Regions from separate parts of the Rattus norvegicus genome. Here region 1 is linked to region 2. A link is a contact called in public Hi-C data. All regions are on one chromosome and are shown on one strand. Each heading gives the region's core, a stretch centred on a gene start, on an enhancer-like site or on the middle of the called end of the contact. The rest is flanking DNA. Distances are from core to core; before and after follow the strand shown.

What was found. Hi-C and Micro-C count contacts between places; a contact is called where the count stands out from the background.
Region 1: a contact with region 2 is called in a Hi-C map of the A7r5 cell line, with 4 times the contacts expected there. The contact joins the enhancer-like site here to the promoter of Sema3c in region 2. A contact is called at or near these places in 5 of 12 Hi-C or Micro-C datasets (the A7r5 cell line, the Rat2 cell line, Schwann cells and 2 more).

The regions. Positions count from the first base shown.
Region 1 is chr4:19,014,120-19,019,222 of GRCr8, forward strand. No RefSeq gene overlaps it. Among named protein-coding and RNA genes, the nearest start is that of Sema3c, 320 kb to the left of the region's middle. Within about 2 kb of position 2,867, at least 5 of the 93 cell types and tissues checked have an H3K27ac peak or open chromatin away from gene starts, as enhancers often do. A contact at or near this core is called in the A7r5 cell line, where this site is marked.
Region 2 is chr4:18,696,487-18,701,582 of GRCr8, forward strand. Sema3c (semaphorin 3C) reads right to left here and starts at 3,141. Exons shown (of 17, transcript NM_001106578.1): 1 at 3,025-3,141. The coding sequence starts at 3,127.

The DNA.
Region 1 (5,103 bases), core at 1,617-4,116, 320 kb after region 2:
GATCCTAAGTTGGGTCAGTCACTAGGTGGCCGTTCATTCACTCTCTGTTCCATTTTTGTCCCTACATTTCCTTTGGACAGGAACAATTTGGGGTCAAAATTTTTGAAGATGAGTGTGAGGCTCATGCCTCAGCCGGGGGCCATGTCTATCTGCTGGAGGTGTTCTCTTCAGGTCCCATCTCCCCACTGTTGGTCATTTCAGCTAATGTCATGCCCATTGAGTCCTGGTACCCTCTCACATCTCAAGTCTCTGGGACTTTCTAGAGATTTCCTTGCCTCCAACCCTCCCTGGTGAAAATCTCAGTTATTGCTCCCTCTCAGCTCCTCTCCTGTCTTCCCCCCAATACCTTATCCTCCCCCTCTTCCATTCACCTTCCCTGTTCCAGCCAGGTTCCTCCTTCCCTGTACCTCTTATGATTATTTTCTTCTCATTTTAAGTGCATTTCAGGTATCCATACTTGGACCTTCCTTGTTAAGCGTTTTACAGTCTGTGAGTAGTATCATGAGGATTTTGAACATTTTAGCTAATATCCTCTTATCAGTGAGTACATACCCTGCTTGTCCTTTGGGGTCTGGGTTATCACATTCAGAATGATATTTTCTAGTTCCATCTATTCGCTTGCAAAATTCGTGATGTCCTTGTGTTTAGTAGCTGAATAGTATTGCATTGTGTGAATGAACCACATTTCCTATATCCATTCTTCCATTGAGGGACCTCTTGGCAGTTTCCAGTTTCTGACTATTACAAATAAGCCTGCAATGAACATAGTGGATCACATGCCTTGTGGTATAGTGGAGCATCTTTTGGATATGTACCTAGGAGTGGTAAATGGGTCTTCAGGTAGAACTATTTTTAATTTTGTGAGGAACTGCCAGACTGATTTCCAGACTGGTTGTACCAGTTTGCATTCCCACCAGCAATGGAGGAGTGCTCTTTTTCGATATCCTTGCTACCGTGTACTGTAGCATGTACATGTATTTTTAATCTTAGCTATTCTGATTGGTGCAAGGTGGAATCACAGGTTCGTTTCGATTTGTGTTTCCCTGATGACTAAAGATGTTGAACATTTCTTTTAGTGCTTCTCAGTCATTTGAGGTTTCTCTGTTGAGAATTTTCTGATTCGGGAAAATCTAGATGAAGTGGATGATTTTCTAGACTAATACCACATACAATAGTTAAATAAGGATCAGGCAAACTATCTAAACTGTCCCGTCACCCCAAGGAAATAAAGGCAGTCATTTCAAATATCCCAATCAAAAAAAAGCCCAGGACTAGATGCTTTTAGTGAATAATTCTACCAGACCTTCAAAGAAGAGCTCATACCAACACTCTTCAGACTATTCCAGACAATAGAAAAAGAAGGAACTCTACCTAAGTCATTCTACAAAGCCACAGATGCTATGATGCCTAAACCACGCAAAGACCCAACAAAGAAAGAGAACTTCAGACCAATTTCACTTATGAATATTGATGCAAAAATACTGAACAAAATTCTCACAAACCGAATCCAAGAACTCATCAAAATCATCTTCAAGTTGTCTCTCCCCTTCTATCACTATGTATTGATTCCATAAAGGACTTACATGGCATTTCAGAACCAAATACCTGAAGATTGTATTATGAGATTTAGATTGAAAAAAAATATTTCATTGTTAGGTGGCTTGTGGAGGTATAATTCTGAAAGGAAAATAATTCTGTAAGTATGAAATGAAATACTCTCTTCCAGAGATAATATTGTTGAAAGTATCTTTGCCACATTCTCATTGATGATAAGGTTACTTAGAATTATAATCCTTTTGTTAAGTATTTAAAAGGTCAATATTGATTTGCTTGCCATGTATGTGATGTCCTAGAAAAGTTTATAATATAGCATATATTTAAAGGAACTAACTTTAGAAACATTGTAAACTTTATATGTATTGTTTGTGAATACATACTTATTCAATATCATTGAATGAAGATTCTTTCCTTTTAACAAATTCCTCTGCTAAATAGTTTGTTTGCATATATTATATAAATATGTGCACAATAGCTCAATATATAAGATAATATGGGTATATATTATAGACATATAGAATAGATAATATAATATCTGCACATATGTATACAAGAGATAGATACATAGGATAATGTAGATATATTATGTATATATGTACATAAGAAATTTAAGAGCTTTATTGTTTCATTCATTTTGATTAAAGGTTGTTGGTTGGAATTAAAATTTTGTGTTTCCAAAACTGCTTAAAGGAGTCAGTGGTAAAGGTTAGGCTGAAGACCCTGGACACAATAGGCCAGGGGCAGCACCAAGAAGTGACAGCAGAACTGGGATCAAGCCAGAAGCAGGCTGTCAGGATGCCATCCCATGATGATGAGGAGAAAAGAAGCAATGTCTAAAATAAGCTCAGGCCTATTTGAGAGGAAAGCTTTTAGTCTGCAATGCTGTAGTCAGTGTGGCTATGTCTTTCAACACTGCGACTGCCCAGAAAAAAAAAACAAAAACAAAAACAAAAACAAAAACGGTTTTACTTTAGCTACTCTTAAGCTAATCTCCAGGAATGCATATGCAGCTGTTATCTGAAACTAAGCTCTGTGATTCTGTGATGGCTTGGATAGAATAAAATAATCTCAAAAATCCCTTCAGTTTATCTTGTATGAAATGTCTCAGCCTGGCAGTGACTGGCATGTTTTCACACATGGGTAATAATCTAAGTCAGGCCCTGAAAGAATGGAAGGTCTTTGCTGTCCTCACAGAGCACAGGAAGGTGGGTTGTCCCGGGCATCCTTAGGTCTCATCTGCTTCTCTTCCACCACCAGCATTGACTGCTAATGCAGAAGTGTAGTGTGTGTCCAGCATGACTCATAGTACACTCAAGTGCTAGGCAATGGCACAAGAAGGTCTCAGTCCTCGCCAGCTGCCCATCCCCACCCTCTGCTCTGAGGTCATTTTACTCTCCCTTGGTGGCCATAAAACAGTTCTTCAGTTTCAGCTGAAGGTCCAAGTCCCCAGTCGGCTCTGAGCAATTTGGGCAAGACTGATTATTCATAGACTATTCATTAATATTTTCCCCTCTCTGTACAAGCTTGTGAAGTTGGTGTCTCACTAACTAAGAGGGCAAAGACGCCCAGGGATCCAGGATTTGCTCAGCATCCTTTTATTTGGCAGTCCATACTATCTTCAATCCGTTAACAAGTAGTCATTAAAGAGCTTAAATGCCCTCAGAGAGCAGATTTGTCTTGTCACTTCCTCTTTGTTTGTAGTCATCTTCAAGGTTCCAGGGGGCAACGTTATTCTTGCTAAATCTTCCTTTGTCACTCGCAGAGCACATTAGCTGAGACACCCCATGTGATAAATAAAATCCTGGTGATTGGTCCCACAGCCTTATCTTTGACACGAGGAAAAGAAAAACTAGCAATCTTCCCTATTACCTTACTACAATCTAGATACAGCCTTCTCCTTCAATACAGGGTTCATTGATAAGCTAGAATCAACATACTGTTACGCATTTTAAAATAAACATAAAAATCAAAGGATAAGTATTATTTCAGTGACTTCCCAGAGGTGACTATTGACACCAGCAAGAACATAACAGACCCATTATTGGATAACCCATGACAGAGTAAAACCGGACACAATAACACGAATGACAGCATACACCATACCTTTAAGGAAAATTCTGAATAAATTACCCAGAGCAGAATATCATTGTCTTGAGAACAGCATCCAGATTGTCTTTGAAATCCACAGGAAAACAAAATGTCCAGCTTGAAGTGTATGTGGTAATATCAGTCTAAAGTGAATGAGTGTTTCTCCATGTCCAAGTTTGCCAAGCAGCTGCTTGCCTGCTTAGTTAAGAGGGTAAATAGCACACCAAAATTTCCTTGCTAATTTACTAGATGTAGTGTCTGGTGGGAACAGACACTGTGCCCCAAATATGAGTGCAATCCAGATTTCATTTGTAGAGGTCAGAACCAGACATCAGCATCTAATGGATAGTATAAAAGAGAAATAAAATCTTAGTGGGACATTTTATAGTATTGTCTAGCATAGTCTCTGGGATAGAACTTTATATGCTGATTAATTTTCCTAACCCTGTGAGTTTTAAAACAGGGTATCTGGTAGCCTTCTTCCATCAGGGAGAATCTGGAGAATTTATGAGAGAATACAATGTGGGTCTTCACTTTAGCTATATATTATTGCTGTTGTTGTAAAATAAAAAAAGTATGGATGTCTTTTATCCCCCTAGGTCCAGCACCTCAGTGCCCCAAGATATCTGCTACATATCTTGGTGGAAACACACATCCCAAATCCGTGTCTCCAGCCCCTGCACACTTTCCTACACACAAACCGTCACATAAAAGAGCACAGAACACAATAATCTTTGACCCACTTGGTAAGATATAACTGCCCACCTAAACATGCAAAGCCCACTACCATCCATCCCATAAGAACATTAATAACAACCTGTAAATACACAGAGCAGACTCTTAATGTCACCTGCAATGACTTCTCTCTCTCTCCCTCCTCTCTCTCCCCTTTTCTGTTCCAGTCTCCTCCTCTTCCTTCAAACTTCTCTTCCTGCCCATCCTTCCTTCTCTTCCAGTGAGGGGCCTCCTTCTATCCTGTACCTGTCCCTCACCTGTACTTTACAAATTCAATGGGGAGAAGGTTCTGGTGAAGTCACTGAGTACCTGACTAGGCAGCTGTCCTTGGGGCAGTGGAATTAGCATCAAAATAGAGATAACTCCAGGGCAAACCACACACATTGCCATCTGGGGATCTTTTAGTTATCTAGATGCAAGGTGTTCCTAGCCTGTAAAAACCTTTCCAGATGCATCCATGTTTGAGATGGCCTGATAGAACATTGGAGGTCCTGCTCTTGGGATATGGAAGCTAATATTTATCAATACTCTCTTCAATGTAGACAGAAATTCAGTATGAGTTAGAAGGTAATTTATGATATTACTATATTTACAATGTTTATATACAAGGAATAAAAAGGGCCTTTGATGAGAATCTCCAATCTTTCTGCAGATTATTGACCATTTTCTTTTTTTGTATTGATTTCCAGATAGAGAATTTAATACTTGTGTATTATTTTCTTA
Region 2 (5,096 bases), core at 1,891-4,390:
TTTATTCTAGAATACCTGTGGGGAGAAGATGGAACTTTTCACAAGGCTTTGCCTAGTATACTAGTCTCCCTCCTTACGATCCTTACAGATTCTAATGTTTTCGATGTGGACAAAATAGAATTAACACAAATAAGACAATGAAATCTGAATCTGTGGATCTGTGGTTTTAAGAAAATAATAATCAGTCCAAATAGCCCTGGCAGAACATTTCTATTTGTTTTAAAGATATTCAGAATAAAATAAGAATTGTGAAACTTACAAAGCGTCTCCATTTTACAATATGAAAGATTCAGCTAGCAGGAATGTAATTAATATTATCTGACATACATTCCAGGTAGTACTGATAGCCATCTCCTTGACCTGCACTAGATCAACACGGAAAGCCAACCTGTAAATCACAGTTCCCCATGTTATCACTCCATCAGTCCACTGCAGAAGGGATGGAATGTGGATGCTGAAGGTAGCTCTTTTTTACACACCTTTACACTGACAGCAGTGTTTACTTGGACTTCAAGCAAGACAAGTCTGAACAGTTTTTAATAATGTTTTACACAAGAAGAGACAGACAGGAGACCCAGGTTCAAGGAGGGAGAAGATTACAAGACAAAAGAGCGAGCAGTCAAGATACTAAAGAGGACTTCTGGATATAAGAGAGATGAAACAACTAACCTCTGTCTGATGCAAAAAGAGTTGCCCCAAATGCCTTCAAAGTCCAGGTTTTAGGTTCAAAAATAGTGCCACAGATTTGAAGTATAAAATAAGATCCAGATCTGTGTTTAAATAAATATGCAGTCATATTCCCCACAACCCTGTATATAAAATGTATACCTTGATGTTAAGAACGAACTTTTAAAGTTGCTGTTTGTATATCAAGGCTAAAATTAAAATGTTCATAATGCTGCATCAGAAGAAGTCAGAAGTTTAAGACTAGACTGTTCTCCGTGATGGGTTACAAGCCCACATAAGCTACGGTGTTAAACAATGTCTCCAAAAATACCTGAATATAAAGCATTTTGGAGGAAAATTCATAACCTGTTTTGCATTATTTTAAAATGCTAAAGTTACTATAAAGTAATGGAACTCTTAGATAATAGGAAATTTACCCATGATAATTAGGTAAATGATAAACCGTCTTAAGACTATATTCTTGAACTAAACATTGAAACTTCTACATTTTTCAAGAAATTTTTTCATAACATATTAATATTTACTACTTTAGTGTAGAAATGTTTGAAGTTATTACCTTAAAAATTAAAATTTAATTTAGATTATTCTTGTGGGCATATTGTTTAATTCGGTGTTGGAGTTAGAGAGATGACACGTGACATTCTCTTTGTGGAATCCTAGTAATCTTGAGGTGAGCAAATGTGAGGAACTATTTATTGATAGGTTGATTAGTTTACCAGGCCATAGTCTACCATATTAGGGCAACCTATTCTTCGTGGATCTGTTTCCATTTCAATCTATTTAAGCACTAGCCATACAATAATAGGAAGTCTATAATAACCTCCGCTCTCTATGGCCCAGCAACCACTCTCCTATAGGATACTGACAGTCTGTTCTAAAAGACAGAACTTCTGGAAAACATAAATTGTACCTATTTCTTTGAAAACAGATTTGATGAAGTGTCCTAAATGACTAATCACTTGTTGCATACATTTACACAGAATGTTTGGATTAGTGTTGATGCCGTAGAAGGGACAAGCCTTAGTTATCTGGTCTACCTGACAGTGTCATCTCCTTCCACAGTAAGGAAAAATATAGGTAATTATATTTTTCCTTGAGGTTCTCTCTCTCTCTCTCTCTCTCTCTCTCTCTCTCTCTCTCTCTCTCTCTCTCTCTTTCTCTCTCTTTCTCCTTTCCTTCCTCTCTTCCTTTCCCCTTTCCTTCCTTTCTTTTTTATTCTGCATTGATAATCTCAACTTTAGAGACAAAGTACAAGCTGTAAAAAGCTTTTGTAATTCAAGAAAAGTAGAAGGATTTCAAAGCAGTCATTATTGTCCCTGTCCTTTACATCTAAACGGCATGACTATGGTTTTGAGGGGAAAATGTCAGGCACAAAGGTTAAGGGTGCAATTAGAAGTTCACACTCAGTAAGCTCTAAATATGGTTTCTCCAGTGCTCATGATGACCTTGGGGGAGCACTTAAGAACTTAAAAGGAAAGGGAAAAAAGGGCTGGTGTTAATCAGTGTGCTTTCTGCACACTCATCAAATGCAACTAAGCACGTGCAATGACAGAGTTCATGTAAAAAATGGAAACATAAACACAATGGTCCTGAAGACAAGATGATGTTTCTCATCTAGTTCATATTTCAACTGTCCAGTTAGTAAGAGTTATATGTCTAACCCAACCACCCATTCAGAATGGATATGTGAATGGCATACATTAACCACATATACACATTTGGTAACCACCATACAGCTTTTTATATAAATCGGTACTTGAAATTACTGCTTTTCTAAGCTTAAGAAAACAACATTTTATACAACAATAATCAATGTAGTGTCCAAAATATTTTATGTAATTTTCACCTCACTAGAAAAATAATACCAACCATGAGAAATACTTTTGGAATAGGAAGAAAAACAACAGACTTTAGAACGACTCCAGTTTTGAAGCAAATACTTGGAACTTACTGGAGTTATTACAGTGACTAAACCCAGGGAGCCCTTTCTAATCATGAAGTTTAGTGAGGAGGGGCTGCATTCTGTCACAGCCAGATGATATAAAAGATGCTGCCCTTTGAGCTCTTTCTTATCTCCCTGGAATATACATTTAATCCAGATGAAATTTAAGGTGGAACAAGGTAGCAAATCCTTCAGGTATTTTCACAAACACTCCTTCCATTGCAAACATTTACCAAGGATAAATGTCCACGGCACTTAAAGAGTAGCCTGGTAATATTTTGAGAACTAAATAATGAGATTGTAGTCTCTTCAATATGTTAAACTTTCATCTGAATCAGAAAGAAAAAAGCGAGACCTTCAATAACATTTTTCATAAGTTTTATCAGATTTCTTACCATCGAATGTTAAATACACTCTTGCTTGGGGCTGGGATGATCCTTGGACGCAAATGGAACAAATAAATACTCCAACCAACACACAAATCTCCCGTAATGCCATTTCTTCTGATTTGGACATTAATATCCAAGGGAAAATACCTTTAAAGGAAAGATAAGAGATTTGTAGAATATCCTTTAACATTTTGGCAAACCAGAGATAACAGTTTTGAGAAGTGCAGCTTAAGGTCTGCAGTCATCAAGCAGTAGGAGGTGCTCTGACTTTACTTCTCAAGTGGAAATATTTGGATTTATTTGTGTCTGGAAGTCTTTGCAACAGACAATTGTTTTATCTTTCCACAAAAATGATGCTGACATCAAAGCAGAACAAAGCATCAGTGAAAAAACTTAATTGATTTCCTCCAAAGAATCCCAATACCTCATCTCTCTGAAACGCATTCCATTAAACTGATAGGCTATTGAAGAATGAAAATGCTCTCCTTAATAAATACAGTAGACTCCACAATCCTGTTCACAGGTACCCATTCATGCCATGCTCATTAATTCTTCTGGATTAATTGCCTCTGAAATAGTGTTTCCATACATAAATCTACCTGTGCTTCGTCCCTGATTACTAAATCACTTCAGTCAGTTATCTGCCAATGTATGCAGATGACTGGGCAGCGGTTAAATGATGCAGATGAGGTAACCATGGACTCCTGCCAAATTTAAACCAGTGACCTCGTGGTGAGTAATCCACTGGAGCCTCGTATCCACCAAGGCATATTTTACATAAATCAACCAGAGAGTGCGCCATCAAAATTTCAAACAATGAATCAAAAGGACAACCTTCTTGTTTGAAAATTGTAGCTATAAAATTAATATTGGCTACTAAGTAATGTCTAAGTATAAAGGGATGTCAGGTACTGTTAGAACAAACCTAGATGAACCCCACTGGCCACATCATGCCAAATGAACTCAGGACCATGAAAGAAATCCCATCACTTCTCATGGAGTGTAATTATACAGTAAAATGACAAGCAGGTCTACTCTGGAAATACATCATTACAGATCTTATGTCATATGGCTTTTTAAATTGAAAATACATTATTGATTCTATTCAATAAGGAAATGTGGTTAGACATTGAAAGGACCATTTTTCTGACACAGACGGGAAAGGACGATTAAACAGAGCATGCAATCTCAAGGAAAAATCTAAACTGGTCTCATTGGTTGCACATATGCTGCAAGAGTTTGACATGAAATTCTATTCCTCTACCACACAGATGGAGGAAACCCTGGCGATGTTTGTGTTGGTAATTTTCAAAAGAAACAGTTTCTTCCTGCTTCCACAACCTCTTCACCCTGTCATCCCTAAATTAACTTAGAAGAAAATTGATTTTTATGGGTGACTTTCCCTTAGAATTTTACCCCTGGGATCTGTGAGCTTAGTAATTAAAATGGGGGGGGGGGAGTAGGGGGGAGGTGATGAGATACTATTAATATGCCCAACTTTAGTCTATTATTAACCAAGTTAGAAACATTTGTACATTTTCACATTACTATTACCAGTACATAATCTGATATGCCTCCCCTAAAGAAGATACGCCCCATAAATTGCGAAGAATACTGCCTCGATGACATGGTAGATCAGATAGCACTGATCTATCCTAACAGAACACGCTGGTTTCAGTCCTACCTAGTGATGGGCTATGACTGCCATCTCCCCACCCAAGTGCTTTACAACTTTGTCCCTTTAACTCCTACACTTAAAAGTGACTGCTGGTGTTTGGTCTTCTATTATCAGCAAATACAAGAACATAATTATTTTATGTCACTTCCACCAGTTTTTTTCCCCCTTAGAAGGCACTGGAGCAACTTAAACTCTTGGCAGGTGCCACAACCTCCAGCCAGGCTCAGCTCCTCCGGGAGCGCTTTCCTCAGGAGCCGCGTGGGTCCTAAGAAAATGCCGAGACTTGAGTACACCAAAGCGGGGAAAAAAGTCAGTACACAGACCCAGAAAAGTTCTATTTTGCTAACTGAAGAAGACTGAAAATCTGAGTCCGGCTTACCGAGGTGGGAAAAGGTCCAGG